Linked DNA regions of Mus musculus: regions 1, 3, 4, 5, 6 and 7 are each linked to region 2. The links are chromatin contacts, called in public Hi-C, HiChIP or PLAC-seq, Micro-C and promoter capture Hi-C maps. All regions are on one chromosome and are shown on one strand. Each heading gives the region's core, a stretch centred on a gene start, on an enhancer-like site or on the middle of the called end of the contact. The rest is flanking DNA. Distances are from core to core; before and after follow the strand shown.

Evidence for each region. Promoter capture Hi-C pulls out the DNA fragments that hold promoters and counts their contacts. Hi-C and Micro-C count contacts between places; a contact is called where the count stands out from the background. HiChIP or PLAC-seq counts read pairs in DNA pulled down with a chosen protein or histone mark.
Region 1: a contact with region 2 is called in an H3K4me3 HiChIP or PLAC-seq map of bone marrow-derived macrophages, with 6 times the contacts expected there. The contact joins the promoter of Map4 here to the promoter of Elp6 in region 2. A contact is called at or near these places in 1 of 39 promoter capture datasets (the C10 cell line), 1 of 484 Hi-C or Micro-C datasets (uterus) and 4 of 115 datasets of contacts at active chromatin or transcription factors (the SCID.adh cell line, bone marrow-derived macrophages, embryonic midbrain and 1 more).
Region 3: a Hi-C map of erythroblasts shows a contact between it and region 2, with 2.7 times the contacts expected there. The contact joins the promoter of Cdc25a here to the promoter of Elp6 in region 2. A contact is called at or near these places in 15 of 39 promoter capture datasets (the 3T3-L1 cell line, 3T3-L1-derived adipocytes, the C10 cell line and 10 more), 15 of 484 Hi-C or Micro-C datasets (CD4 T cells, CD8 T cells, ECoMG-derived neutrophils and 11 more), 12 of 115 datasets of contacts at active chromatin or transcription factors (the NIH/3T3 cell line, the SCID.adh cell line, astrocytes and 7 more) and 1 of 9 other capture datasets (embryonic stem cells).
Region 4: a promoter capture Hi-C map of the HPC-7 cell line shows a contact between it and region 2, with 2.2 times the contacts expected there. The contact joins the enhancer-like site here to the promoter of Elp6 in region 2. A contact is called at or near these places in 4 of 39 promoter capture datasets (the 3T3-L1 cell line, 3T3-L1-derived adipocytes, the HPC-7 cell line and 1 more), 5 of 484 Hi-C or Micro-C datasets (B cells, embryonic fibroblasts, embryonic stem cells and 1 more), 1 of 115 datasets of contacts at active chromatin or transcription factors (bone marrow-derived macrophages) and 1 of 9 other capture datasets (pancreatic islet).
Region 5: a Micro-C map of embryonic stem cells shows a contact between it and region 2, with 5 times the contacts expected there. The contact joins the enhancer-like site here to the promoter of Elp6 in region 2. A contact is called at or near these places in 10 of 39 promoter capture datasets (the 3T3-L1 cell line, 3T3-L1-derived adipocytes, the C10 cell line and 6 more), 1 of 15 datasets of contacts at CTCF or cohesin (embryonic stem cells), 30 of 484 Hi-C or Micro-C datasets (the AML12 cell line, the Ba/F3 cell line, the G1E-ER4 cell line and 17 more) and 1 of 9 other capture datasets (liver).
Region 6: a contact with region 2 is called in an H3K27ac HiChIP or PLAC-seq map of embryonic stem cells, with 5 times the contacts expected there. The contact joins the promoter of Camp here to the promoter of Elp6 in region 2. A contact is called at or near these places in 3 of 39 promoter capture datasets (liver and stem cell-derived epiblast-like cells) and 1 of 115 datasets of contacts at active chromatin or transcription factors (embryonic stem cells).
Region 7: a contact with region 2 is called in a promoter capture Hi-C map of embryonic stem cells. The contact joins the promoter of Pth1r here to the promoter of Elp6 in region 2. A contact is called at or near these places in 3 of 39 promoter capture datasets (cranial neural crest and embryonic stem cells), 2 of 115 datasets of contacts at active chromatin or transcription factors (embryonic stem cells and large pre-B cells) and 1 of 9 other capture datasets (adipose tissue).

The regions. Positions count from the first base shown.
Region 1 is chr9:109,930,218-109,933,967 of GRCm38.p6, forward strand. Map4 (microtubule-associated protein 4) reads left to right here and starts at 1,557. Exons shown (of 19, transcript NM_001205330.1): 1 at 1,557-1,723.
Region 2 is chr9:110,303,514-110,307,339 of GRCm38.p6, forward strand. Elp6 (elongator acetyltransferase complex subunit 6) reads left to right here and starts at 1,679. Exons shown (of 7, transcript NM_001081381.1): 1 at 1,679-1,836. The coding sequence starts at 1,783.
Region 3 is chr9:109,873,460-109,877,320 of GRCm38.p6, forward strand. It overlaps Cdc25a (cell division cycle 25A), which reads left to right and starts at 2,120. Exons shown (of 15, transcript NM_007658.3): 1 at 2,120-2,700; 2 at 3,702-3,775. The coding sequence starts at 2,531.
Region 4 is chr9:109,911,879-109,916,115 of GRCm38.p6, forward strand. No RefSeq gene overlaps it. Among named protein-coding and RNA genes, the nearest start is that of Map4, 18 kb to the right of the region's middle. Within about 2 kb of position 2,548, at least 59 of the 459 cell types and tissues checked have an H3K27ac peak or open chromatin away from gene starts, as enhancers often do. A contact at or near this core is called in the HPC-7 cell line and bone marrow-derived macrophages, where this site is marked.
Region 5 is chr9:109,983,201-109,987,566 of GRCm38.p6, forward strand. The region is part of intron 2 of Map4 (microtubule-associated protein 4); the gene reads left to right. Among named protein-coding and RNA genes, the nearest start is that of Map4, 54 kb to the left of the region's middle. Within about 2 kb of position 2,446, at least 51 of the 459 cell types and tissues checked have an H3K27ac peak or open chromatin away from gene starts, as enhancers often do. A contact at or near this core is called in embryonic stem cells, hippocampal neurons and muscle stem cells, where this site is marked.
Region 6 is chr9:109,846,935-109,851,034 of GRCm38.p6, forward strand. It overlaps Camp (cathelicidin antimicrobial peptide), which reads right to left and starts at 2,522. Exons shown (of 4, transcript NM_009921.2): 1 at 2,309-2,522; 2 at 1,667-1,774; 3 at 1,458-1,529; 4 at 443-647. The coding sequence starts at 2,500. The coding sequence ends at 501.
Region 7 is chr9:110,741,331-110,745,325 of GRCm38.p6, forward strand. Pth1r (parathyroid hormone 1 receptor) reads right to left here and starts at 1,280. Exons shown (of 14, transcript NM_001083936.1): 1 at 896-1,280. The coding sequence starts at 970. It overlaps Gm35775 (a long non-coding RNA gene), which reads right to left and starts at 472. Exons shown (of 2, transcript XR_379891.3): 1 at 1-472.

The DNA of each region.
Region 1 (3,750 bases), core at 307-2,806, 370 kb before region 2:
GCCTTCCTGCTTAATGGAAAGTTCCAATCTTGGAGGAAACTGTTACACAATATCGATACAGAAAGGTTTAGAAGTCTTCCACAGGTTTACATAATTTGTTTAGCCATGCTGAGACTTCATCGGGAATATGGTATTTTACCTTTGGCATCCTATTAGTAACTTTATTGAGAGTGACTATTATCTAATTTTCATAAACGAGGAAACTGAGGCTTACCTTTCCTAAGGCTACAAAAGCACAGCTGTACTTCCTAACCAAGTTCTCCTGGTAACCCCTATATGCCTGAGTTTACAATCCTAGCACCTGGCTACTGAAGTTAAAGCCCCACTAGCCAAACATTGTCTTGTTGACACTGTGGTGTTACTAAACTTGCCTGTTAACATAATGAGAATGAGGAGTGCTGGAGAGAAAATTAAACTATTAAAGATAAGGCTCATAACTAAAACTACAAAGGGCACTGAGGATATATTAACCATGTAGGGCTCTTGTGATGATTAAGATATGTGGATCATGGAATAAGCATAAAGGAGTTGGGTATCACTATTTCTTCTGGACCAGTACTATGCACAGGCAATATAATGTGACCGTAGTGACACTCTAGAGGAGGGGGGCGGGGAGAGGAGAGTAGGAGGAGGTAATTTTAGCTGTGTATGGCGGCTCAAATTTGTAATCTCAACACTCAGGAGGCTGAGGCTGAGGGATTGCCATCACTCTGAGGGAGGTGGGTGATGCAAAGTGAATTTCAGGCCAGCCTGCGCTATGGTGGGAGGCACTGTGCAAAAAACCCAAAACAGAACAAAGGTGATCTTTAAGTTTTCAAGTAACTACGTTGAAAAAAGAAAAAAACTAAAAGAAACATGAAATTATTTAAGTTACTAAATACACTCCCAATTATATAATCAGTTTTTTCTTGTTTGTTTGTTTGTTTTTCGAGACAGGGTTTCTCTGTAGAGCCCTGGCTGTCCTGGACCTTACTTTGTAGACCAGGCTGGCCTCGAACTCAGAAATCCGCCTGCCTCTGCCTCCCGAGTGCTGGGATTAAAGGCGTGCGCCACCACGCCCGGCCCCATATAATCAGTTTTGCATTCAACAATGTTCCTTCTCAACTTGGTCCAGCCACGTTTCAGGCAGCTACTATGAGCTGCGCCCTCAGCTCCCAGTCAGTTCCTCGCGGTTAGCAGTGAACCCAAGGCCCCGCCCCCGCCCCTCCCAGATTACATCATAGAGCCCACCAGTCAGGGCCGGCGGGGCCCACTCAGGCCCACCCGTACGCAGGCGCGTGCGCCTGACACTAGCATCCTTTCTGCTGGAAAAGGAAGCGGCGGCCCTCTCAGAACGGCGGAGGCGGCCTGAGCCTCGCCATTCGCTGAGGCATCCGCGGGCGGGAGGCCGCAGTCTAGACCCCCGACGCGCGCCGCGCCAACGGTCCGCCACTCGTGCTGCTTCCACGGAGAGGGCGAGGAGTAGGGGCCGGCGTGGATTGGTTCGCGGCGCCTCGGCCCGCCCTTCGGTGGCGCCCATTGGCTGGGGCGGCACCCGCTGACGGCGAGCACGCTCCGCCTTCGTGCCGGCCTTCAAGAGGGCGACGAGGAAGCGGCCACCTCCCTGTGCCCCGCCCCTCCGGCTAGGTCTGTGGCTTCTGCGGCTCCTCCCGGCTGCTCCCGGCTCCTCTCTGCCCTCTCCCGGCTTCCTGCGGCTCCGGCTTGGGCTCGGCGGCGGCGGCGGGTAGGTGCGGCTGTGATTGAGATCGGAGGGTCGGCCTCCTCACTAACCTCCACGACTCCCGCCCAGGTTCTCGCGGTGGCCGCCGGGGACCCCGCAGGTCCCTCCCGAGGCGGGGAAGGGCGGTGGCTGTCCGCCTACGGGACGCCGGGGTGGTTGAGAGAGGGGGCCTGGTGGGGGGCCTGCGGGCGTGACCTTCGGAGTTTCTGAGACGCCTTCTGAGGGGACCGTAGGGGGCGAGGCGGGCGGAGAGATTTTGTATCAGGGCTTCGGAGGTTGTGGAGCCGAGGGGCTTGCCTCAGGCTGGGCATGTGCTGAGCCGGGACACTGAGGGTCGACTGCAGCCTGGGCCCTTGGGTGGGGTTCGGGATGCAGAAGGACGCCGGGGTCGTTTCTCCAGGCTTCAGGAGGGGCGTCCGTGTATGTGGGGACTGAGGCGAGCTCTGCGTGTCCCTTCTGGGGGTTATGGGTGGGGCCGAGGGGTGGTCTGGAGAATCCAACTCGAGCCCTTGTGTGCGTGGGTCCCGCACACTTTGGGGACTGACGCGCATCTAGTGTCTGGCTTCGGGAATGCAAAAGGGGTCACGTTAAGGGTGCGGAGTCCGGAAACAGGGACCAGGGCTAGCAGCGGCTGTCGGAAACGTTACTCGGAGCAGAGATTGTGGTTTATTTTAGCACCCGGGACGAGCTCTTTTGGACTGTTACTGTCGGAACTCAACTTTACTTGAGATTGCCTCCTGGGCGTTTTGGGGAGGGTTTGCTTATCTCTTGGATTGTGTAGATTAAATGCATTTGGTCTTTAGGGGAAGAGGCTGATTTCCCCACAGGTTTGTGTTTTAGGAATCCAGAACTCGCCCCCTCCTGGAGCGGAGTTGTAGCCTGTACTTCTCAGGCAAGATTAGTGTTACCCAGCCTTTTGCTGGAATCCCCCTTTCTCCTTGCCCTCCGCTGGTCCAGTTACAGAATTTCTCCCCAGGGCCTCTGCAGTGTTTCTTGCTCCCTGCGAGTGTCTCCCGCCCGTTTTCCTACTGCTGCGCTTTTGGCAACTGCCTCTGCTCTTTCCCAGGGATGGTTGTGGCATTGCATCAGGGGATATTTGTGCTTGTAATTTGCTCACTCAGCCCAGGAGGAGGGAGAATAGTATGGTGTAGAGTTGGGGGGTGGGGGTGGGAGGGTGACAAACGGGAGGGGGGCGGTTGCCGGCAGCTTGGCTGGGTAGGCAGAGCGATGGGTGTGGTAAGGGAAATACAGCTGCTCTAGGCCTATAGGGTAACACTGCCCAGTCATCAGCGCAGAGATTCAAAGACCAGCAGCAGCAGCTATTTTTATAAATCAATCCTGAATCCAAGCTGAGCACATGGATTTAGGGTGAACAGTTGTCATGCCCTGACTATGACAGGCTGAGTGTTTTGTAGACAACACTGCAGTTGCTAAGCAAGAGGCTGGATCTGTCTGTACTATGATGCAGGTACTTGCAACTTTGTAACTTTTTCTCCACTTTGGGGAATATGTTCATGGCTTTTCAATTGATGGAGTCTGATGGTCCATACCATTTCCTTCAAAGCTGATATTTTTAAGTCAGTCATAATCTCGTTTTACACTTAGCTTAAAGTAATTAAAACTATTGCTTTTTGAGCTAGTACCTACCATCTTTCAGGGGTTTACAAAAAAAAGGATTTATGTAGCTGTACATGTGGTTATGAGCCTTCATGTGGTTATTGGCAAATGAATTTTTTTTTCTTTTTAGGACCTCTGCTCGCTCGGGTTAACACTGCTTGCTCTCTGGTCAGCCCCTCTCACCCAGTCCCTGCTTGCTCTGGCTCAAAGATTTATTTATCATTATACATAGGTACACTGTAACTGACTTCATACCCAGCAGAAGAGGGCATCAGATCTCTTTACGGGTGGTTGCTGGGATTGTGAACTCAGGACCTTTGGAAGAGCAATCAGTGCTCTTAATCTCTGAGGCATCTCGCCAGCCCTTCCAGGGGCTTTTTAAATGAAAGCGAATATACTTGCCAGGCAGTGGT
Region 2 (3,826 bases), core at 429-2,928:
GTTTATAATTATACCATCCCCCTTCCCGTTTCTCCCTCCATATCCCTCTCCTGGCTCTCTTTCACATTCATGGCCGATTTTTTTTCATTGTTTTTACATAACTGTATGTTTCTGTATATAACCTCTGTATATTTCATTATTTCATTTACTTGTTTATTTGTTGTGTTTTTGTTTTGTTTTGTTTTTGTTTTTCTGTATAGATCTGGCTGTCCTAGAATTTGATCTGTAGATCAGGCTGGTCTCGAATTCAGAGATCTGACTGCTTCTGTTTCTTTTTTTTTTTTTAAAGATTTATTTATTATTATATGTAAGTACACTGTAGCTGTCTTCAGACACACCAGAAGAGGGAGTCAGATCTTGTTATAGATGGTTGTGAGCCACCATGTGGTTGCTGGGATTTGAACTCTGGACCTTCAGAAGAGCAGTCGGGTGCTCTTACCCACTGAGCCATCTCACCAGCCCTGCTTCTGTTTCTTAAGTGCTGAAATTAAAGGTATGTGCCACCACCACTAGCTTATATTTCTTTCTTCCTCTTCTTCCTCCTCCTCCTCTTTTTTGTTTGTTTGCTTGCTTGTTTTTTCGAGATGGGGTTTCTGTGTTCGCCTGGCTAGCCTGGATTCACTTTGTAGACCAGGATGGCCTCATACTGCCAGAGATCTGCCTGCCTCTGCCTCCTGAACACTAGGATTAAAGGTGTGCCCCATAACGCCCAGTTCCATTATTTTTATTTTTTAGAGGTAGTTTCACAAAGCTCAGACTTGCTGGCAACCCTCCTGCCTAAGCCTCCTGACAGCTGAGATCACAGATGTTGGCAGCATGCTTTTTATGTTGTTTTTGATGCTAGGAAAGAACTCTTCAACTGACCTGTATCCCTCTGACTTTTCTTTTTTGTTCTTTTATTGTTTTAGCAGAAGGCCGAGGAGGGCCTTGCTTATTTAAAATAAAACTATGCATACGTTTTGATGGTATGTATAGGTGCACCACTTCTATGCTTGGTACCCTTGGAGGCCAGAAGAGGCTATCAGATTCCCTGGGACTGTAGTTACAGAGGGTTATAAGTTGCCAAGTGGATAATGAGAATCAAATTAGGGTCCTCTAAAATCTTCTGAGTCCCCTTAAATTTTTTTGTGTATATTGTGTGTGCATGTGCTGCAGAGCCCAGAAGAGGGCGTCGGGTCCCCTGGAGCTGGAGTTACAAGTAGAGCAACCCAATGTGGGTGGTCTTCAGAGGGAGGAAGAAGAGCGTTTATTCCCTGAGCCATCTCTTTGGCCTCCTGGCTTCTGCTTTATACAAAAAGCTCTTCAGGATGTAATTCTGTGCTAGTAAGGTTTGTTCTCTCTTTTTGCGAAGATCCTGCAAACATTTCTCTATGTGTTCCATGTATCTAGCCCAAGTTTGTGAGCAATACACTAGGAAGACGTGGAGCAACTAAGACCCGGAGGTGCGGAGGGAGGGGGAGCAACGGAAAGAGAAAGCTCGCCTGCTCGTGCTAAATCGTGAGGGAGCACCAGCACTGTGTGGACCCGCACCTACTGAGAGCAGCACAATGGTCCATTGCCCGAATGAGAGATCGCTCTAAGGCTCAGCTTTACGAGCATACGTGCTCACGCGCTTGCGCAGCAGCAGCAGCAGCATCACAACCCCAAGCCTGATTGGCTGACTCGAGTCCGGCAGCGAGATCACGCATGCGCGCTTTCTCGCGCTCGCGAGCACGGTCTTGTGGGTGCTGTTCTTGGACCTTCATTCTTTCTGTAGAACCATAATTTTTATCCCAGTTCACGATGTTTCCGGAACTCAACAACCTTCTCAGCACCACCCCAGACAAGACCGAGCAGGTAAGATGTCGTGCGGACCGGAAGAGGGCAGGTCCCGGGAGCGTGCAGGATTGCATCCGGGACGCTGCGCGGTGGAGTAGGCGCGTCTGCCGTAAACCGAGGGCATCTGGGAGTTGTAGTCTGGAGAGGGCTCGCCGAGGCTGCAGTCGCATTCCTGGGCCTTTGGAAGATGGGTTTCTGGACTATCTTGCGTGTTCGCTTCCAGCCCCAGGACCATGTGCTCCGTGCCACACTGGCGCCCAAAGATGGTTGCAGAGCAGGCCCTAGAGGAGATCCTTTTATCTGTCCTGAATCTCCTTCCACCATGGAACATTTTACAGGTTGCACGGAACACTGCTTGCACTCTTCCTAGTTCTGATGATATCTGGTTGCAAAAAGGCCTCAGCATATTCCATCCCCTCTGTTTTTCCCAACCTCCTCACTCTCCATGGAACCTCGAAATGTCTTTCACATTTTCACTTAGGGGTTACCTCTCCCAGGAGTATATCTGTTTTATTCTGTAATTTGCAGCAAACACACCACATATGGAAAGCTTTAAATAGATCTTGTGGATTTTGGTTGTTTGGTTGCTTATTTGTTTTTTTTGTTTTTTGAGACAGGGTTTCTCTGTGTAGCTCTGGCTGTCCTGGAACTCACTCTGTAGACCAGGCTAGGCCTTGAACTCAAGAAATCTGCCTGTCTCTGCCTCCCAAGTGCTGGGATCAAAGGCGTGTGCCACCACTGCCCTGCGATCCTTCTGGGTTTTATTTGCCTAACAGTTCTTGACTGTTCAGACCTCCAGTTCTGACTACTTTTCTAGTTGCTAGGGCATTTCCCAGGTCCAGAGTGACAGCAGGAAGTGACCACTTTGGGTGGGAAATGTGTTTCAAGGCCAGGCAGTGTGATTTGGCATTTTATATTGGGGGGAGGGAGGAGAGGGACACAGCTGAAACCCAGAGGCATTGGACAGGTTTTCCCTAGGTTGGTACAGCATTGAGGTGGTGTGTGACAGCCCTTGGTCCCAATGTTGTCTGTTACTTACAGAACTACAGCAGGTAGTTAGGCAATGCAGAGACCATCTTCATAGGGCTTTCCAGCGATTGCTGTGATAAGAGTCCCGTCTGAACCACAGTCACTGGGAGATCTTTGTCATCAGAGGCCTTGTCAAGAATTGGGCCAGGGGATAGAACAGTGGATATAGGGCTTGGCACCAAGTATAGAAGTGGAATTTGGGTTCCAAGAACCCACGTCAAAGCCAGGTAGGCAAGAGGACACCTGTCATCCCAGCACTAAAGAGGCAGAGGTGGGATCCCTGGGGCAAGCTGGCTGGCTGCATTAGTTCAGATTGCCTAGTCATTAAGATTCCCTACCTTGATAAATTGGAAAGAATGGAAAGCGGCTGAAGAAGACACCCAGCCCCGACTTCAAGTCTCCCTACATGTGTGCCTGCACACACATGTCCATGCACATGCAGACACAGATACCACAACCACAAACCCAAAACTAAAACCGTTTTTTTTTTTTCCCCTCCCCATTCACTGTTACAGACACAGACGCCAGGGAGCATCTTAGGGCCTAAGACACTACTTAAAACATCGTACAATTAGGTGTGTGGTGGCAGGGGCAACAACAGGCAGATCTCTGTGAGTTCTAGGCCAGCCTAGAACAGCCTGTAGGGTGAGTTCCTGCCTCAAAACAAACAGAACAAAATAACTCTGTTTCAAGATGGTCTGACTTGAGCATATCAGGCTGGTATTTTTTTGTTCCTTTGTTTTTGCTTTTGTTTCTTATGTCTGTGTAGCCATGCTGGCTTGAAACTCACGGTGTAGACTAGACTAGTCTCGGGCTCACAGAGTCCCGCCACCCTCTGTCTCTCAGGTGCTGAAAGGAACCACAGTCTGCTTAGTCTGGCCTTTGTCTCACAACCCTGTTGCCCCAGCCTTCCAAGTTCTGCATGGGAGACCTTTTCTGAAGGCCCGTTCTACTCACTGGAAACCAGAGATAAAGGACA
Region 3 (3,861 bases), core at 870-3,369, 430 kb before region 2:
TGCGCACTTTTAATCCTAGTACTAAGGAAGCAGAGGCAGGGGGATTTCTGAGTTCGAGGCCAGCCTGGTCTACAGAGTGAGTTCCAGGACAGCCAGGGCGATACAGAGAAACCCTGTCTCGAAAAATAAAGATCAGGTTTGGCTCACAGGCATCTTCACCTGTTGAGACATCTTATCAGCTCCAAGACTTTTTTTTTAATGTTGTTGTTGCTTAGGTTTGTTGTTGTTGTTGTTTTCTTTTCTTTTCTTTTCTTTTTTTTGTTTTTTTGTTTTTTTGTTTTTTTTTTTTGTTTTTTGGTTTTTCGAGACAGGGTTTCTCTGTATAGCCCTGGCTGTCCTGGAACTCACTTTGTAGACCAGGCTGGCCTCGAACTCAGAAATCCGCCTGCCTCTGCCTCTCGAGTGCTGGGACTAAAGGAGTGCGCCACCACGCCCCGCTTTACATTTTTTTTTTTTTTTTTTTTTTGGTGTTGCTTGTTTTTTGAGAAGGGCCTTAAGTAGCCCCACCTGGCCTAGAACTCCCTGTGCAGCTGAAGGTGACTTTAAATTTCTGCTTCCAACTCCCACATTCTGTAGTTGCAGGTATTTCTCACCTTCCCCAGCTCAAATTACATCCTTTGAGCAATGTAACTGGGGAAGCTCAATGGGGGTAGGGTGGGATGTAGCTTACTTAGAAGTGTTTACCTAACAAGCACAAAACTAAGTTCAGTGGTGAACTGGGAGATCAAATTCAAGGCCATCCTTGACTATAGAGAGTCCAAAGCCAGCCTGACTGCACGGGACCCTGTCTCAAAAGAAAAATATATGGAATCACAAATATGGCCATAGTGAAGATACTTAAGAAGCCCATAACCATGTCTTGTGATATAATGGTTATTCATCTAAATAGTGAATAAAGTAACTACCTTCCCTTCACTCTGGTCCCTCCTGGAATTATTTTTGTGATGTAAGACTTGTAAAGATTAAGTACACTAGTAGAGTTATCACACATGAAACACTGTCATGTACATAAACACTAAATGTTGCCTAGTACTTTTACAGTGATTTGAATGGCTCCCATGGGCTCATATGATTGAATGCTTGATCCCCAACTGTTTGGGAGGGATTTTAGAGAAGGTGTGGCCTTGTTGGAACAGGTGTGTAGATGGGAGTGGGTTTTGAGTTCTTAAAAACCCACACCAGGCAAAGTCTCTCTCTCTCTCTCTCTCTCTCTCTCTCTCTCTCTCTCTCTCTCTCTCTCTCTCTTCCTCCCTCCCTCCCTCCCTCCCTCCCTCCCTCTCCCTCTTCCTTTCTCCATCCCACCTCCCCCCACCCCCTTCTCTCTGCTTGCTATCTGTGGATCATAGCTCTCAACTACTCCTGTTTCAGCCCGGGCTATTAAAAAAAAAAGTCCCTATTTCAAAAATTAATTAAATTAATTAATCAGAGTCTGGAGCAGGAATGGTGGCACATGCCTTTAATTTCAGCATTCGAGAGGCAGAGACAGAGGCAGATCGATCTGAATTCGAGGCCAGACTGGTCTACAGAGCGGGTTCGAGGACAGCTAGGGCTACACAGAGAAACCCAGTCTCGAAAAAGAAAAAAAGAAAGACAAAATCAGAGCCTGAAGTCCTGTGAAGGAAAAGAGGGATCCAGGATCCATGGTACTGTACCACACAGTTAGAGAAGAGCCAACGCCTGGTCCAGATGGCCTTCCCTAGTCTCTCTGTCTCCTAAAAAAAAAAAAAAAAAAAAAAAAAAAAAAAAAAAAAGTGCACAGCACTATGCTCAGTAGCTCAGACAGGTGTGTAGCACACGCTGTAGGAACTACACTACCCAGCATGCAACTGAAAAAGAGCGGGGCCTTTCGGTAGGGACTAGCGCCCCCACAGAAAGTTTCATTGACTCCTTTCTCATTTCAGCCACCTCCCAACTCTTCAGGCTTCGCCCCCACCGAGAGAGGGCGTGACCTCGAGGAGGCCCACGAGACGCTTCCTCCTTTCCTTCTCATTGGTCCGGCTCAGCTGTCATTCGGGAGCGAGGAGAAGTTTGCTTCCTGATTGGTGAATTCCGTTTGGCGCCAACTAGGAAAGGGGCGGGGCGGCGGCTATCCTGAGTGTGCAGCAATTAACGCTAAGGCCACTTTGGTGGTGAGGGAAGTGAAGGTTCCTTCTCTGCGAGCCGGCTACGGAGCAAGGAGGGAGAAAAAAAGTGAGGCGAGTTAGTCGGAGCGGTGGTCTCAAGACTCTTCCTCCACGGAGTTTGTTTGGATTTAATCTTGAGGTTGCAGGCGCCCGCCCGCCTGCGGGCCTCGCGGGACAGAGAGGGAAGCACCGGTGCTTGTGCCTGGCGCCTGCCGAGTCCCCTACGCTCGCCGGTCCGCGCCGCTGCCCGTGGCGGCCGCGTCTCTGAACCGCGGGGTCGTGTTTGTGTTTGACCCGCGGGCGCTGGTGGCGTGGCACGCGGCTGAAGCCGGTGCCAGCGGGGCGGGGCCCGGCGCAGCGGAGGCGGAGGAAGACGGAGCGGGAGTCCGGGCAGGCCCGGCGGCGCCATGGAACTGGGCCCGGAGCCCCCCCACCGCCGCCGCCTGTTCTTCGCTTGCAGCCCCACGCCTGCGCCGCAGCCCACGGGGAAGATGCTGTTTGGCGCGTCAGCTGCTGGCGGACTGTCCCCTGTCACCAACCTGACGGTCACCATGGACCAGCTGGAAGGACTGGGCAGGTGAGAGACCAGCGAGCGATGCCCCAGGCCGCTGGCCTCTGGTCGGCCCTCGGGATGATCCAGCAGGAAACAGAGTCTGTCCACTTGGTTCTGATGCTCCGACCCGGAATGGCCTGGCTAGGGCCCGCCATGTGCACCCTCCCTCCCGGGCGGAATGTTGGGCGGGAGAGGCCGTTCGGATAGTCCAGGGCTATCCTCAGCCAAGAGCCAGACCGCGGAGATCGAGGAAGCCTGCTGGGCATCCTGTCTTGTTCACCCCTTTCAGATTTCTCTCTACGCTGTCTCTATTCCAGAAAAGTCTTTGGAATCTACCCTTATGGGGGTTGGGAGGGAGGGTGAGAATGGGTCCTCCTAGGCCCTCTTTGCTGAACCACCCGCGCCGGATCTTAGTTTCCTGTAAGCTTTGTTCCTTCTCAACAAAGGGACGTGGCATTTTCTTTTCTTGCATTTGTGTAAAATCTATGCAGCCACCTGGCCGGCACGTTTCTTGTATCTACCCATCTACTACCTTTTTTAAGCTATCACTTTTTACCTAACTTTTCCATATTGGAAATCTTCGAGGACTTTGTAGTCCTACACCACTATCACTAACAAAAATGCTTAACACTATTTTTAGTGAAGTTGCTTTTCCTTCGATGTTGGGTATTTCGCCTCCTAAACTTGTCTTACAACTTTTGCAAACCCTGAAAAGCTGGGACTCCTGGCCTAGTCACCTTTGCCCTTACTCCTGGCTCACTCAGAACCTCAGACTGAGGCTCTCCTTTAAGGAAACCCAGCCCTTGCCACAGGCCTGTCTGACAATGTGGCCCAAGGCCAAACCACTCACTCCTTTCTTTGTTTAAATGCCAACTGGGGTATTCTGGGTGGCCAAGTGGGGTGTCCTTGGCTTGGTCTCTCAAAGATGGTTTGTGGCAGCCTGGCTACTTCGTGGCCTGTATGTCACCTTTTTTTTAATCATGTGCTAGAAATTGCTCATGTGGAGGTGCCTCTCTTGGTTTCAGTGACTGTGAGAAAATGGAAGTGAGAAATAACAGCAGTCTACAGAGAATGGGCTCCTCAGAATCGACCGATTCAGGTATTGCCATTACTGTTCATGTGTGTCTATGTATGTGCTCGTGTGTGTTTAGATCAGAAGGCATCAGAGCCGCTGGAGCTGGAGTT
Region 4 (4,237 bases), core at 1,298-3,797, 390 kb before region 2:
CCAAACTAGGCTGTTGATCTCTGCAGGCTGAGTCCTGGGCCTGAGCGCTGAGTGTCTGGGATTTCCCACTGATATCGGTGTTCATCTCTGGCTGGGTTCTGGAGTGACGTGTGCCTGGGAAGATGCCCAGAGGTGGCTTTAACCCAGCTGGCTTGGGCAGAGAGGAGTGGCCTATCTTGATGCAGGAGTGTCTAGCAGTCGTAGCCACGACTCTACATGCATCTTCATCCAGCGTCTCTAGCCTACTTGAGGCTGTCTGTCTAGGCCCAACAAGGAGTGCTCATCCCTCCTATGGGAGCTGGCTGCTGGGGGGAGAGGGAGTCATTTTCTTCTGTTGCCCACACTTTAGTAAAGAACCCCCACCTGAGCCCTCTGCAGGTGACCTTAATTAAACTCAGTAGTTCACAATTAAAAACAAAAACAAGCAAACAAACAAACAAACAAACAAAAAAAAAAACCCAAAGGTGTGAGGAGAATTTGTAATGAAAATAATAAACAAAGCAAGATGACTTGGGTGTGGCGCAGCATGCATCAAAACCAGGGTAGAGACACATCTCCTCAAAGGACAAAGTGTCTGACATAGCCTGGCCTCAGGAATGGGTTAAAGATTCCCTACGTATTACTCTAAGATCAAAAACATGGTGGCATATGCCTTTAATCCCAGCATTTGGGAGGCGGATTTCTGAGTTCGAGGCCAGCCTGGTCTACAGAGTGAGTTCCAGGACAGCCAGGGCTACACAGAGAAACCCTGTCTGGAAAAACAAAAACAAAAAAACAAAAACAAACAAAAAACAAACCAGCATGATGTGATAGCCTTGAATCCCAGTACTCCAAAGGCAGAGGTAGGCAGATCACTGTGAAGTTATCTCCAGTGTAGATTAGGCTGGACTTGAACTCAGGGATCTGCCTGCCTCTGCCTCCTGAGTGCTGGGTAAAGGCACCAGAGTGCAGTGTTTACTGAGCCGGAATGAACTTGTTCTGCCCAGTGTGATGAGTAGCAGGCACATGACCGCTGAAGTTTTAACCGTTAGGTAAAGGTATAGTTCATATGCAGTGAAAGGCAATATATATCTCTGTATATAGATAAATTGACCTGGTAAGCTCAACTAATACTATGTAACTGCATTGATTTTAATTGTTATCAGATCGAGGAAGGTCAGCTTTCCAGGAAACTCCCTCTTGTTCCTCCACCATAGGGAATATACACTGTCCTAAGCTCTGTGTTTATAGGTTGGTCTGCTTGCTTTGAATGCTGTGAGTCAAGCAACTCACGTTAGAAACCTGCTCACTTCCACATGGGCATTATGGCCCATAAGCTCAATAAATACTCAACACAAACATAAAAGAAAAGAAAAGAAACCCTTTGAGTTTGGTTTCCTACCCAGCTTAATTTCTTTGCCTTTTTTGTTTTTCTTTTCTTGTTTTCTTTTGTTATTCAAAATAGGGTTTCTCCACAGAGCCTTGGCAGTCCTGAAACTATTTAAACCAGGTTAGCCCCGAACTCAGATCTGCCTGCCTCTGCCCCTGAGAGCTGAGGTTTTAGGCTTGTGACATCACAACCCAGGCTTGTCCTTCCTTCCTTTCTTCCTTCCTTCCTTCCTTAAAAAAAAAAAAAAAATTTGCCGGGCAGTGGTGGTGCACGCCTTTAATCCCAGCACTTGGGAGGCAGAGGCAGGCAGATTTCTGGGAGGCCGGACTGGTCTACAGAATGAGTTCCAGGACAGCCTGGGCTACACAGAAAAACCCTGTCTCAAAAAATCAAAAAAAAAAAAAAAAAAAAAATTAACAGACTAGCCTAGACTAGCCTCAAACTTACTATGTAGCCAAGGATGATCTTGAATTTTTAATCCTCCTGCCTCCACCTCCTGAGTGCTGGGGTTACTAGTGTACATCACCTCACCTGGTTTTCTTTGGTGCTAGGGATCCAATCTCGGACCTGGGCATGCTGAGAACTCACTGCCAACTAAGCTACATCCCCAGTCCACAAGTCTTTTAAAATACTTGTACTGATTTCTCATAAGTATATATATATATCAAGAAGCATCTTGCAGGGATAGTGCATGGTTAATAGTATCAGATTCTAAGATGGTCACAGCAGCACATACCTGTAATCCAACACTTGGAAAGTAAAAGTAGGAGACTTAGCCCCAGCTCCACAGCAAGCTTGACACCAACGTGGACTACGTAGCATCAAGAGAGAAAGAGACAGAGGAGAGAAAAGGCAGGGGAGGAGGAAGGAAAACAGAAGGAGAGAAAAGATAGCTCGGTGGGAAAGCACAATTGCTGAATCTGATCCCCAGGTCTCACAAGATGGACAGAGGACCAGCTCTGGCCAGTTGTTCCACATGAGTGGACATACATGCTCCCCGCCCCCATGAAATAAACAATTGTAGTAAACATTTTAAAAAGACAGCAACAACAGAGACCACGCAGACACAGAAAGGAAGGAATCAATCATGTGTTGTCTGGGGCTGTAAGATCTGAAGGCTTCACCAAAGTCTGGGGGATCCCCTTTCCAGGAGGTCACTCACTACTTCCTCCACACAGGGACTCCTCCACACAGACGGGGAAGTGTCCTTATGACACAAGGACTGACTTCCCCAAGAGTGAGCCCACAGAAAGAGAAAGAAACCAGGAGGAAGCTGTAATTCTTTTTATGGCCAAACATCCAAAGTTGTCTACTTCTGCTGTTGTCACAGGCTATGTATTCAAAGTCTGACTCCCGTTCAAGAGTGGGAAAAGCTGCTCTCTCCCTTAGAGGGCGGAACTTGACAAAGAATTTGGTAGAACTTTTAAAAATGTATATGGGTGTTTTGCCTGGGATGTTCTGAGACCAGAAGGGGGCATCAGATCCCCTGGAACTTACACATGATTGTAAGCTGCCATGCAGGTGCTGGGAATTGAACCTGTGTCCTCTAGGATGAGCAGCCTGTGCCCTTAACCACTGAGCCATCTCTCCACTCCCTCAGTACTGATCTTAAAATGCATAGTTCTCACAGCTAGATGGAATGAAAATCTGAGGAGTTGATGCTACAAAATAAAACATTGCTGCTATGTGGAGCCTGGCAGAGAGATTCTGGCACACAGACTGGGCAACAATGCCAGATGGTGACCTGGGGTATCAAGGAGGAAAGGCAGAGACAAAGCATGGCGGCACATGCCTGTAGACCCAACACTTGGAAAGCATGACAGCACGATATCATGTTTGAGGTCAGCCTGGGCTACATAGAACCCTGTCTCAGAAAAAAAATCCACAAAAATCAGAGCTGGAGAAATGGCTCGGTGTTTAAGAGTGCTTGCTATTCTTACAGAGGACATGACTTCAATTCCCAGCACCCATGCCAGGGAGCTAACAACTTTCTGTAACTTTAGCTCCAGAGAATCTGAGGCCTTCTAGCCTCTATGGATACCCAAATATATGTAAATGTCTTAGAAAGAAATAATGGATAATCTTAGTCCTCACACCAGGAAATACAAGAACAAGACCCAAGTACCCAAGCCAGGCAACTGTTTTGTATGTTGTTGTTGTTTGTTTTGTTTTTGTTTTTGTTTTTGTTTTAGAAAAAGGCACACCAAGACTCAAACAAGTCTAGCAAGCACACTAAGGCCAAGTGCTCCTTGTCTTCTTTATCTTGGGAGATGAATGCATCTCATCCCTTTGGTCGGGGCTCTACTTCAGAGTCTCATGTGACTGTCAAAGCTTCACAAAGAGGGAGGGGAAGGTCAGGGAGTATGAGTCCTTGCTGGAATAGCTATGAAAGAAAGAAAGAAAGAAAGAAAGAAAGAAAGAAAGAAAGAAAGAAAGATTAATTTAAACTGGATGGTGGTGGTGTTGCATGTCTTTAATCCCAGCATTTGGAAGGCAAAAACATGCAGATATCTGGGTTTAAGGCCACGTAGTCTACATAATGAGTTCCAGGTCAGCCAGAGAAGCCCTGCCTCAAAAAACAAAAACCAAGAAGAACAAAAAAAATGTAATAGAGCAGGGCAGTGGTGGCGCATGCCTTTAATCCCAGCACTTGGGAGGCAGAGACAGGCGGATTTCTGAGTTCGAGGCCAGCCTGGACTACAAAGTGAGTTCCAGGACAGCCGGGGCTACACAGAGAAACCCTGTCTCGAAAAACCAAAAAAAAAAAAAAAAAAAAAAAAAAAAAGAAGTAATAGAAAGTAAATAAAATCAGGCCTGAGAAAACACTGAGTTACTGAGTTTAAGATATCTCAGTGACAAATTTCTTGG
Region 5 (4,366 bases), core at 1,196-3,695, 320 kb before region 2:
CAACTGAAGCTCCTTTCTCTGTGATAACTCCAACTTGTGTCAAGTTGACACACAAAGCCAGCCAGTACAATTTCCAGTGCCCCTTTATGGCCTCTGCATGTGATGCATAAACATCCATGCATGCAAAATAATGATAGTAATAATAAAATAATGTAAAAGTAAGAATCAATATATCTAAATATTTAAAAAAGATTGTATTATGTGTGTGAAGGTTTTGTCTGTGTGGGTGTATGGGTATGCTACATGCATACCTGTTGAGTCTACTGGAACTGGGTTTGTGACTATTTATGGGACACTTTATACAGGTGCTGATTACTGAAACTGAGTTCTCTGCAAGAGCAACAAGTGCTCTTAACCTCTGAGCCATTTCTGTAGCCCCGCCAACACAGTTCTTTTTAAATGTATATTGAGTGTTTTGCCTGCCAGTATATGTGTGCTGTGTGCATGCCTGGTGCCTGTAGAGGCCCGAAGAGGGTGCTAGATCCCCCGAACTGCTGTATAGTAAGGATGGTTCTAAGCTCCTATGTGGGAACTTTGAACCGAACCTAGATCTTTTGCAAAAGCACCAGGTGTTCTTAAACACTTAGTCATCACTCAGTCCCAAGAACCAGTATGTTTTAAGAAAAAGATTTATAGCCAATCAGTGTTGGTGCATTGATTTAATCCCAGCACTCAGGTGGCAGAAGCAGGTGGATCTCTACATTCAAGGCCAACATGATTTACAGAGCTAGTTCCAGGACTGCCCAGAAACCCTATATTAAATAACAACAACAAAACAAAGAAGAGAAATGAAAAGGATTTATTTTATCTTATTTTCATTTATGTTTATGTATTTGTATGAGTTATGCTATGTTTGGAGACCATAAGGTGCCTGGAGTTATTAGAAGCAGTTGTAAGCTGCCCTACATGGGTTCTGAGAACTGAATTTGGATTCTGTGCTATAGCAATAAGTGAATTTAGACAGTGGGTCATCTCTAACCACAAGTAAGTTACTTGGAATAGTTTTTAGGCATTATGGAAGAAGAGCTCTAAAGACTTATTGTTACTTTGGGTCTTAAGGTGTAGCCTATGCTGTTCTGGAGCTTTGGCTCTCCTGGTTCAGCTTTCTCTGTGTTGGGATTGTAAGCATGTTCCTCAAGGCCGATTTATTAACCCTCATCATTTGTGTTTGATTTTACTTTTTTTTTGGGTGCTCAAAGTCGAGGTATACACCTTGAGTTTGTGTTTTGTTTTTGGAGCAGGCTTGGTTAGGTTCTCACTTGTTTGATTGTAGGCTCGGGCCAATCAAGGGAAGTTTAAAGCATTGTCCTCATATCTAGATATAGAGGGGGCAGCTGAATGAGCTATGCGTGTAATAGAACAGTAGTTGACTTTATTTCCTTTAATTCTTAAATGACCACCCTGTCTTTAACTAAAAAGTGAGCGGTAAACCATGCATTGTCATCCACACCTATGAGATCCTAGCTTGATAAAGAAATTAAGGTGGTTACATAGGCTTTTCAAGGATAACCTGGGCTACAAGAAACCTCATCTCAAAACATAAAATGAGATTAGTTGATGAAAAGGAAAGTTGCTTTTTTCCCTATGTACAATTTTTTTTAAATAAACATGATGGCACCAGCGCCCCCTAAGAATCCTTTTCTGTTAAAGCGAGGAATGCATTTCTTTTTTTTCTTTTTTGTTTGTTTGTTTGTTTGTTTTTCGAGACAGGGTTTCTCTGTGTGGCCCTGGCTGTCCTGGAACTCACTCTGTAGACCAGGCTGGCTTCGAACTCAGAAATCCGCCTGCCTCTGCCTCCCGAGTGCTGGGATTAAAGGCGTGCGCCATCATGTCCGGCCTGAGGGATGCATTTCATGAGTGGGTGCAGTGGCTTGCTTGTTGTCTACTGCGTTTGAAATTGTTTCCAGATGTATTGCTCTTCCCTGATTACTCCTAAACTGCCCAATGCCTAGGAGTTTATTATCAGTACTCTGTGCCTCGCCCTTGCATGCCTTTCAAATAGCAGTAACAGATTCTGTGGCTGTCTTATGCTAGTGAGTACCTTACTCATTGTTGGCTTCCACAAGCAGTTAGCAAGTTTGTGGGCAGTTCGCTTAAGACTTTATTCTGTGTCCCATTTGTAAGATAGAAATTAAGACTAAGTTCTTTGAGGCTAGCATTTTTGTAGAATAAAAAGTTAGGTGGTGGTACATGCCTTTTATCCCAGCATTTGGAAGGCAGGTGGATCCAACCTAGCCTGGTCTACATAAAAAATATAAGGAAATTAGTCTAGGATAGCGCTCCTCAAGGATGAGCCTTGGTCCAGCGTTTTCAGGTCATGTGCAGAGTACAGAGGATAGGTTAGAGGATGTCAGTCAGTCTGGACAGACTAGTGGACAGACTGCATGTGACTTGGCCTTAATGAAATAGTGCAGTCTGCCAAATTTGCCACAAGAGGGTGATGTTGGCAAGAGTCTGGCTGCGCTGAGCCTGTGCTCAGTCTTTCTGCTTGGCCTGAAGCTTTCTCCTGGCTCACAGCACAGCTGCCACTCGGCTCCTTAACCCTTTCCTTTTTGTTTTTTGTTTTGCTTTTTTTTGAGGCAGGGCTTCTCTGTGTAGCCCTGGCTGTCCTCAATTATAGCTATTTTCTTTTTTCTCTCTTTGTGTGGGTTTTTCTCTTGTCTTCTAACAATATCTTTTCTGACTCAGCTCAGCTTCTCCTGGCTCAACTGTCACCTTCTCAATTATCACCTTTCACTGTTTTTGACTTTACTCTTCTGCCACCTGAACTGTACTTACTCTGCCCTACTCTTCTCTGACCCTAGTCCAATCCTCCTCTAATGCTCTACCGCGCTCTGTCTCTGCTGACTTGGCTCTGCTCTGCTCTGCTCTTCTCTTCTCTTCTCTTCTCTTCTCTTCTCTTCTCTTCTCTTCTCTTCTTTCTTTCTTTCTTTTTTTTTAATTTAAGTTTTTAAATTTATGTATGTGAGTATATTATCGCTGTCGTCAGACACACCAGGAGAGAGCATCAGATCCCATTACAGATGGTTGTGAGACACTATGTGGTTGCTGGGAATTGAGCTCAGGACCCCTGGAAGAACAGTCATGCTCTAGCCCTTCTGTTGCCTTTTTATATCCATTTCTTTTCTTTCTTTCTGTTTTTGTTTTGTTTTGTTTTGTTTTGTTTTTCGAGACAGGGTTTCTCTGTATAGCCCTGACTGTCCTGGAACTCACTCAGTAGACCAGGTTGGCCTCGAACTTAGAAATCCGCCTGTCCCCGCTTCCCGAGTGCTGGGATTAAAGGCGTGCGCCACCACGTCTGGCTAACTTGAGTATTTCTTGAACCATTTATAATCCTGGACTGTCTTATCTTCTAGCATCTTATTTTCTGGAGTTCCTTGTCAAAGTCTCTTAATCTCTCTTCCCTCAGTTCTGTGAACCTTTGGCTTACTTATAGTTCTGACTTGGGCATGCAGGATGTGGTATTCAGCAGTCTGTCTTAAAATTCTTCACATAGGCCTATTGTTGCTCTGCATTGTAGATGGCCTCTGTATTGCTGTAGACCAAAGTCCTGCTCATAGACCTTTCAGTGGTTAAGGATCGAAGATCTCTTGACCAGGATTTTTTGGCTCGAAGGCAAAGGCAGTGACTGGTCAGGTTATCTTCTCAGAAGATCTCCCGATCAACTCTTAGCTTTGTTTGATGTTATCACAGCTTTTTGTTTCCTATAGAAAGATAAACAAATCCATGTCCCCAATGCAAGATATTCTTGGATTCCGTTCTGATGTTAATACATCCTTATAGTATATAGACTGAGTTAATTCCACAATTTTTTAAAAATAACCCTGTGTCTCTCAGCTGCTGTTGTTCCTTTCTCATTAACATTAGGAAATTTAAACAGAGTACTATTTAGTCTATCCTAGAGGGTCTTTATTCTTTCTTTTTGTTTTATAAGCATTTCTTTTAAAATACAATTAGATCTTTCTATAATTGCCTGTCCTATATGATTGTTTGGTATACCTGTAACATTATATTATAATTTGCAAAGAATTGCTTCATCTTTCTGGATATATATGTAGGGATATTGTACAGGAATTCCTATATTAGTGATTACTTCCAGTAAATGTATAATTACAGAATCAGCTTTTTTTTTAAGATTTATTTATTCTATGTACTTAAGTACATTGTGGCTCTCCTTGGACACACCAGAGGAGGGCATAGGATTCTATTACAGATGGTTGTAAGCTAGCTACCATGTGGTTGCTGGAAATTGAACTTGGGACCTCTGGAAGAAGAGCCAGGGCCCTTAACCCCTGAGCCATCTCTCTAGCCCCAGAATCAGCTTTTTCAAAACTCATAGCCGCTGGGTGATGGTGGCGCACGCCTT
Region 6 (4,100 bases), core at 1,272-3,771, 460 kb before region 2:
TGTCCTGGAACTCACTCTATAGGCCAGACTAGCCTTGAACCCAGAGATCCACCTGCTTCTGACTTCCAAGTTCTGGAATTAAAGGTGTGGACTACCCAGCTAATAGATTTTTTGCAGGGGTCGGGATGGGGAATGGGTTTCAAAACAGGGTTTTTCTGTGTATCCTTGGCTATCTTACAACTTGCTCTGTAGACCAGGCTGACCTCAGACTCAGAGATCCACCTGCCTTTACCCCCCAAGGTCTGGGATTAAAGATGAGCACTCCCACTGCCCAGCTATAAATGTAAGTGGAAGACTTGCTGTGTGCCTTACATACACCTCCTGAATGGACAGCTTTCTTCCTCTTTCTCTCACACATAGAGCACATAAGATTATAGCATGTACATGGGCTCAGAAAGCCTCCACAGTTAAAGACTAGATGAATACAAAAGCCACTGAGAGAAGTTTCTTTTACCAAGTTTATTATTTTAGGAATCCAGAAACAGGCCAAGGCAGGCCTACTACTCTGGCTGAGGTACAAGTTTCTGAAAAAAATTCTTAATTTTCTGGCCAATTTTCTTAAGCTTTTCACCAATCTTCTCCCCACCTTTGCGGAGAAGTCCAGCCAGCCGGGAAATTTTCTTGAACCGAAAGGGCTGTGCACCAGGCTGTGTACCAAGAAGAAGTGGGTTTCTTGTGAGGCTGGTCCCAGGGCCACCCAAGTTCCTTCCCCACCTAGACCACACTTCTGGGATACTCCAAGAGCCTCTAGACCCTTTTCAGCCTTTGGGACACGCAGTTGGATCCTTAACCTCAATAAAAGATGAGAACTCGGGGTCTGGGAATAGCAAGGGGCTCCCAAGGATCTGAGAAAACATACTTTTTTCTTTCTTCTTTTTTTTTTTTTTTTTTTTTTGGTTTTTCGAGACAGGGTTTCTCTGTGTAGCCCTGGCTATCCTGGAACTCACTTTATAGACCAGGTTGGCCTCGAACTCAGAAATCCGCCTGCCTCTGCCTCCCGAGTGCTGGGATTTAAGGCGTGCGCCACCGCGCCCGGCTGAGAAGATACTCTTAAGAGAGTGCTCTGTGCTTCAGCGGAATTCGGAATATCCAGCAGGTTGTGTTTGATCCCGGTGAAAAAGTCCTCACCCTGGAGTCCTAACAGTCTTAGCGAGGCCTAAGAATCTGCATCCCTAACTATCTGAGTTCCTATGTAGCCATGTCTGGCCTGGAATTCATTATGTAGATAAGGCTACCCATAGGGATCCTCCCACCTCTGCCTCCCAAGTAAGAGCCAAACTTTTGAGAATCGCTACTTTAAGGGATGACAGAACCAGTCTTAAAGTTCAGGCTCAAGGGAGGAGCCAAGGGGGTTGGGGGGGGGGGCTCTTCTTTCTGCTCTAGGTAGGAATAGGAACTAACTGGTCCGCAGGATAACCCGTGTTCCATCCCCTCACCGTGCCCTGCATCCTACTCACCTCGTTACAGCTGATGTCAAAAGAATCAGCGGCCGGGTTCAGGGTGACTGCCCCCATACACTGCTTCACCACCTTAGAAGGGAAAGCCCATGGTCAAACTAGAATTCATTTGCCATAAGCCCTAAACCCTAGTCTACTGGATGGAAGTCCCTGGGGACTCCTTGACTAGTTCCACAAGAGGGACCCCCACCCCCAGCCCTCTGCCTTACCCCCTGTTCCTTGAAGGCACATTGCTCAGGTAGCTGCCGCTCTGCCTTGCCACATACAGTCTCCTTCACTCGGAACCTCACAGACTTGGGAGTATCTGGATCCTCGTCCTGGTCAGGAGAGAAAGTAAGGAGACTCGTCTCAGGCCCAGTCTCAACTTCAAGGATCGGTTTCTTGACGCGTACCAACATGGTGACCCTCCATCACCACGTGCTGAGTGCTGAGACAGGATCGAGTGCTGAAGTACAGAGGGAAGAGAAAAGGAGCCCCCTCCTTTCTCCCCCCACACACAGTGAATGGGAACAGCCCTCAGCCAGCTATAACGCAGAGCAGCTCCCCTTCTGGAAAAGGACAGGGTCTTAGAGGATCAGGCACGTCCTTGGGAACCTCAAGGCTAGGTAGGGTTCCTCAATGGATATGGAAAAACGAAGAGCAAAGGGAGCCAATCCCAGAGCTAGTGATTCTGCCCCCGACGCCCCTACCCCCGTCCCTGGAATGGAAGCCCCAGGCATCTTGTGCCACAGCAAGTATCCCAAAGGCTGAAAGCCGACAGCCTGGAAAGAGGCACAGATTTATGGAGTTTCTCCTGAGAAAAGGAGAGACGACGCTAAAAGGATTAGATCTTGGCTCTTCCTCTGCCTCACCCCTTGGGGCTCAGGATCCAGGTCCAGGAGACGGTAGAGATTGGTGTCTAGGGACTGCTGGTTGAAGTCATCCACAGCTCGGAGCACAGCATCCCTGTAGCTGGGGGTCTGGGAGAACCCCAGGCCCAGTAGCAGCAGCAGTGATAGTGACCGCCACAGCCACAGGGAGGGGACGTCCCTCTGGAACTGCATGGTTCCCAAGACTGCCTCCTCCAGGCCAGGAGAGCCTCATTTATTCTCATCCTGAACCTGATCCAGCAAAGTTTCAAACAGAAGCCTTCCTGGCCCACCCTGCCCCTGGCTGCCGGCCAGGGTGTGGGGGGGCTAGCGCTTGCTTCAGACTCTCATTGCCTCATGAGACTCTGGGCAGTGAGTGAAGTCAGCTAGCCTGCCAAATGAAGAAATAATTTCCCCATCTTCCTGAGATGGCCTTGGCTTCTCCTGGGCCCCAGAGGGACTATCATATCCAGTATTGCTCAACGGGGTAAAACCCCAAGAAAGGAAGAGAGCCAGTGACTGTCTATTCCTTAGGAGTGAGCCTAGATTTAGTGTTCACTATTTGACTCTCTGGACATTTGAGTAAGTGACAGTGGCCAACCCAACCAGAGACCCTGCCCCACCCCACCCCACCCCCATCCCTCAAGAAAGAAGTTGTCCCTGCCATTCAAGGCCTGTTCTCTGGCTCCGATCCTCAGGGCAGTTGAAGGGTCTGGAAGCACAGGGTCAAGAGGAGGTTGAGACTGGTAACCAAGCATTACCACGTCCTAAGTGATGTGCTAACCAGCCTGTACCAATGTGAACAGTTTGTATGGTGCTGGGACTTGAACCTGGGGCTATGCTTCATCATGGAAGCATGACGGCATCCATGGTACCAATCATGGCTTTCTAGACACATCACCTAGTCCAGCAGCAGCAACCACACCTCTCCTGGATCCTTCTCAGCTGCCTTTCTCAAGACAAAAATGTCCCTATCCTCCTGTAAATGTGGCCTTTAGCCAAAGCCCGGACTACACTGACTCAGTATTTCTGACTTGTTCTTTCCCTTAAAACCCCTGCTGGCCAGGCTTTTCTGGATCCAGTGACTACCCTCAAACTTTGTCTTACTCCATGAGAGCTTAGATTACTCCTCTGTCTCAGGGACCTGTCCCTGCCCTGTCGCCCTCGCTTTGCCTCCAAGGGCTGTTTTCTTAACATTAGAGCTTGAGGGTTACATCTTGGGCCAGTTCTGTCCCTAGGAGTCAGGTCTTCCGAGGCACAGCACCTCTCAGAACATAAGTTACAGTGAGTCGGCTCACAATTGACTGTGAACTTTAGCTCTAGGGGCCCCATTGCCTATGTGACCTGACTCTCTGAGTTCACGGTTCCTATAAATGCAGGAATGGTGGCTCATGCCTATTATGTCAACTGCCAGAAGCCTGAGGCAGGAAGACAACTGTGAGCTCAAAGCCTTACTGGGCTACCAAGTGAGACCCTATTCCAACCCCCCCCCCAAAAAAAGAAATGGGCCTGGGAATATAATCAGTCATAGAGTGATTGACTACAACATACACAGCCCCAGGTTCAAATCCCAGCACCACATAAACTGTTCACGTTGGTACAGGCTGGTAATCGCATCGCTTAGGAAGCGTAGACAGGAAGACCAGAACTTCAAGGTCATCTCTAGCTACATCAAGTTTGAGGCCAACTTGGACTGCAATGAAAGCCTGCCTCAGAAGTAAATAGATACATAGGTAGATAGATAGATAAATTAACATTTAAAGAAATACGTGTCTATGTGAGTGTGTGCCATGTA
Region 7 (3,995 bases), core at 30-2,529, 440 kb after region 2:
GATGGGACCACTAAGGGAATGAGAGGACAGAAAATCTCCCCTCTCTGAGAAATGGCTAACAGACCCTAGCCCAAGATGAGGTCGAGTTCCAGCTTTCTAGTTGTCTTCTGTTCTGAGTCTCTTTCCGCTGGGGTCCAGAGCTCTCATCCTAACCCCTTTCTTTGTCTGTCTGGCCCTCTCCACTAGTCTGTTTCTTGGTATTCACCCTCAGACCACGCACAGTACCCCCCAAAGATCAGCACACTCATGTCCCACAGCACATATCTTCTGCAAGGTGTGCTATGAGATCAGTGTCTTTTGGAAGACCTCTGTACCACACCCACCTCCCTGGGCAAACCGATTTCCACTTTGGGTAAAGCGGTCCCATTCATGCATACATCTGTGCATCTGTAGGATCCAGAGAACTGAGGAGGGCTCTAAATCCTACCCTCAAGTCTAAGTGATTTCTGACTTCTTGCACACAGCTTTGAGCACCGGGTGCAAACAAAACTTGCAAAAACGGAGCTCCCCCCGCCCCCAGCGCAGTGTGTGATACTCCACACCCAGAACCCGCTGAATCGCACAGTTACCACTGAAAAAGATACATACGACCAGAGCCATATGCTCACAGAAGCATGGTGTAGGGGAACTCCAACCACAGGTTTCCAGACCCAGGACCCCAAGCCAAGTCTTCAGAAGTGGGGAAACTTCAGGCATCTGGAACCTACGGTAAGACACCCCAAACAGAGCAGACACCAGGGTTCCTGGTTCATGGCTGGGGGGGTGGGGGCTCGGAGGTCCCATCCCAAAGTTCAGACTATAAGGAGAGCCCAAGAATTTGTGCCTACACTCGTCCCAGGAACCCCAAAGCAATTCCAGGAGTCCTGTGTTGGAGTGTGGACGGAGAGAGACTTACCAGCGCATATGCGGAGCTGAGCACTGGGCAGCAGAGAAGGAGCGCCAGGCTGGGTGCGATCCGGGCGGTCCCCATCGCCACCGCCTAGGGCCGCGTCCCTCGGGGCAGCCGCCGCCGGCCCTGGTGATGGTTGGAGGGTGCAGAGCTGCGTCAGGCCGGGCCGCCCCGCCCACGCCCCGGCCTAGGGGACCCCGGCGTCCGGGCGGCCGGAGGCCCCGGAGCCCGACGCGGGGCCCATTCGCCGAGGGCGAGCGAGAGAACGAACCGGCGCAATGGAGAGAGGGAGGGCGGAGGGAGGGAGGCAGCCTGAGGCCGGGCGGGCGGCGGGCGGGCGCCGAGCGCTGCTGAGCGGCCTGTCTGCCTCGGAGCGGAGAAATCACATCCATATGGCTGGGCCCCCCGCCCCCGGCCCGCCCCCCGCTCCCCTCCCGCGCCGCCTTTTCTTTCTTTCTTTCTCTCTGTCTTTTTTCTCCCCCCTCTTTGGGGGAACTGGGAGCCGTGGCTTCGCTCCACGCCCAGTGGGGGAGGGGCGGGGGAGGGGTCGGGGTCGCGGTCTGCGGGGGGCGACCAGGCTGTTATTTTTAGCTCCGCGGCAGTGGGCAACAGGGGAGTCGGGGCGGGGCAGGGGGCGCGTTTTGAGTTGCGCGGGGCGTGCAACTAGGGGATGCCATCCTGACTTTTGCAACCACACTGAGCCCTTCGGCGTTTCTGCCGCCAGCTCCCGGCTCTCCCGCGGCATCGTGGCCGGCTCCCCGTCTCAGTCTGGACCCCCGTGACCTTGTTGCTCACCCCCTGCACCCCATTTCCCATCTTCCGAACCCGCGCTGCGTGCGCCCGAGCGGCACGGGCGTTTCTGCTGCCCCGACGCTGAGGCTGCCTGTCTGCTTGTCAGTCGGTCCTTTGCTACCGTCCACCCACCACCCACCCTCCCCGCGCTCCCCGGCTTTGGCCTCTGCTATTCCAACGGCCCCAAGCTCGGTTTCGGTCACTCCCTCGCTCCCCCCTCCCCTCCTCTACGAAAACATTTGCAAGTTTCCAAAAAAGCCACCGAACTGAGCGGCAGCGGGGCTGGCGACTCCACAGGGCTCCGAGGAGGCGCCGCAGACTGACACGGAGACGGGGCAGCCGGGCCCGCCCTGGCCGGGCCCCGAGTCCCCTCCTGCCCGACTCCGGCCTCCCGCGCCCCGCGCGCCCGACCCCCCACCCCCATCCCCCAAGCCCCGACTTACTCCGAGCTCGCCGCCGCGGCCCCCGCCTTGCCATGAATGTCGGGGCCCCCCCGACAGCCTCCCCAAGCCAGCGCCCCGTCCGCAGCCCCGGGGGGACTTCATGGAGCTCTCGGGATCCCCCCCTGGCCTGCCTGGCCTCCAGAGCCCCCCGCCCGGCCGCTGCTCCGAGACGCCGCCCGCCTTGCGCGTCCCTCGCCTCGGCGTCTGCTGCTCCCCTCCCCCCACGGCCCGGAGCCTCTTCCCCCCCCCCTCCGCGCCCTCCCCGGGCCTCCTCCGCCCCTGCCCCCGCCACTGCCTCTCAGGCGGGTGTGTGCAGGACAGAGCCGAGCCCGCTGTCCCCCATCCCGGGACATCTCTCCAGAGACCCTGCCCCGGGTCTTTCAGCAGAAGGATAAGTGTTGCGGGGACGCAGTCTAGGGAGCTCTGACATCGGGACCTGAGAACCGTGGCTGGGACGTTGTCTCGCTTTTGCTTTATTCTTTCCTTTGGGAAAGCACAGACCACCCACCCACTACCCCGATCTTCCGGCCCTTGCTGATGAGCGGGCGGCCACACGAGAGGAGCCACTGGGGAAGCCTCCTGGTATTTCTCGCGCCGTGGGCCGCGGCGCTGCCCGTGTACCCATGGGGTTCCTGGTCTGGCTATGTGGGGACCCTGGGGAAGCTGCTCCGCCTCCAGCTAGAACCAGGCTATGCAGCCAACGCCCTCGAGTCCTGCCCCGCCCTAGACTGGTCCTTCATCCCCTGTCCCACTCCTAGTCCTGGGGTCTAGCGGATCGGAGACTCTGGTGGTGCTCCTTGGTCTGGACCTTCGTTGGACTCCCGGTTTAGAGGGGTTCCTTTTCCATTCCAGGTATTTTAAGATGTCTCAACCTATTCAGCTGCTTTCTAGGCATCCCTGGTTCTTCGATCTAGCCCCAATTCGGGCAATTCGAGACTACAAGACTCGGGTTCAGCTAGGACACCTATTCTTGTTCTTCACCTCCCTCCATCATGTTATCCTCCAAATGCTGGTGGCTGTCTTGAGACTCTTGACTTGGGGAAAGTGAGAGAGATGGGAGCTCGTGATGGGAATGGAGTTTATGGACTCCACGCTGGACACCAGAGTTCTAGACTTTGGACTTCCAAGCCTACCATCTCCCTGAGCATCAGGTATCAGAGAAAGTCGAGAATGCTTAAACAGAGAGCTAACGGAAGGCCTGTTGAAGGAAGCCATTTTAAGCGTGGTGACCTGAAAATACCACCAGGTTAAATGGCATCCTTGCTTGGTCACTTACCAATTGTGTGTCCTGCCCACTAGGACTCTCCCGGTATCCTGGTCTCAGTCTTCTCATCTGTAAAATAGGGGAGATGTCCACTTGACTCAAGGGTCCTTGAGGGTTTGTGCAAACCCATGCATTCCAGGGGTTTGTCACAAAATTTTATGCAAATGAGCTCAGCGTCCCCCATCTCTCCACTTCAAGGATGGCCCCACACCTCAGTGACAATGGGTCCTGAGGTCTGCTTTGTCTTCCTCAAACATTTCTTCTGCCATACCCCTCTTCTGTGCCCACTGCTCTTGAGGTTCTTGTCCTGGTATTCAAAGACTGCTGCTTCCGTCAGAATGACTGTCCACAGCAGGTCCAGCCGGCTAGACTTTTGGTCTGCTCACATTCACCCCTGTGTGGTTTTTCTGATTCCTCGTCAGGATCACGCTTTGGTACCGAGGATACTTCTTACTTGTGTTCCCACATCTTCCCTTGGTAGTGCCTGATGTGTGATCCCATCTGTCTTCTACAGTCCTCATGCTCTTTGAGAAAGGAAGACATCTGCCCCTACCCCAAATATGCTCGAGTTAAGGAAGCCCCACAGTGCTAAGCTCTGATGGTCTCT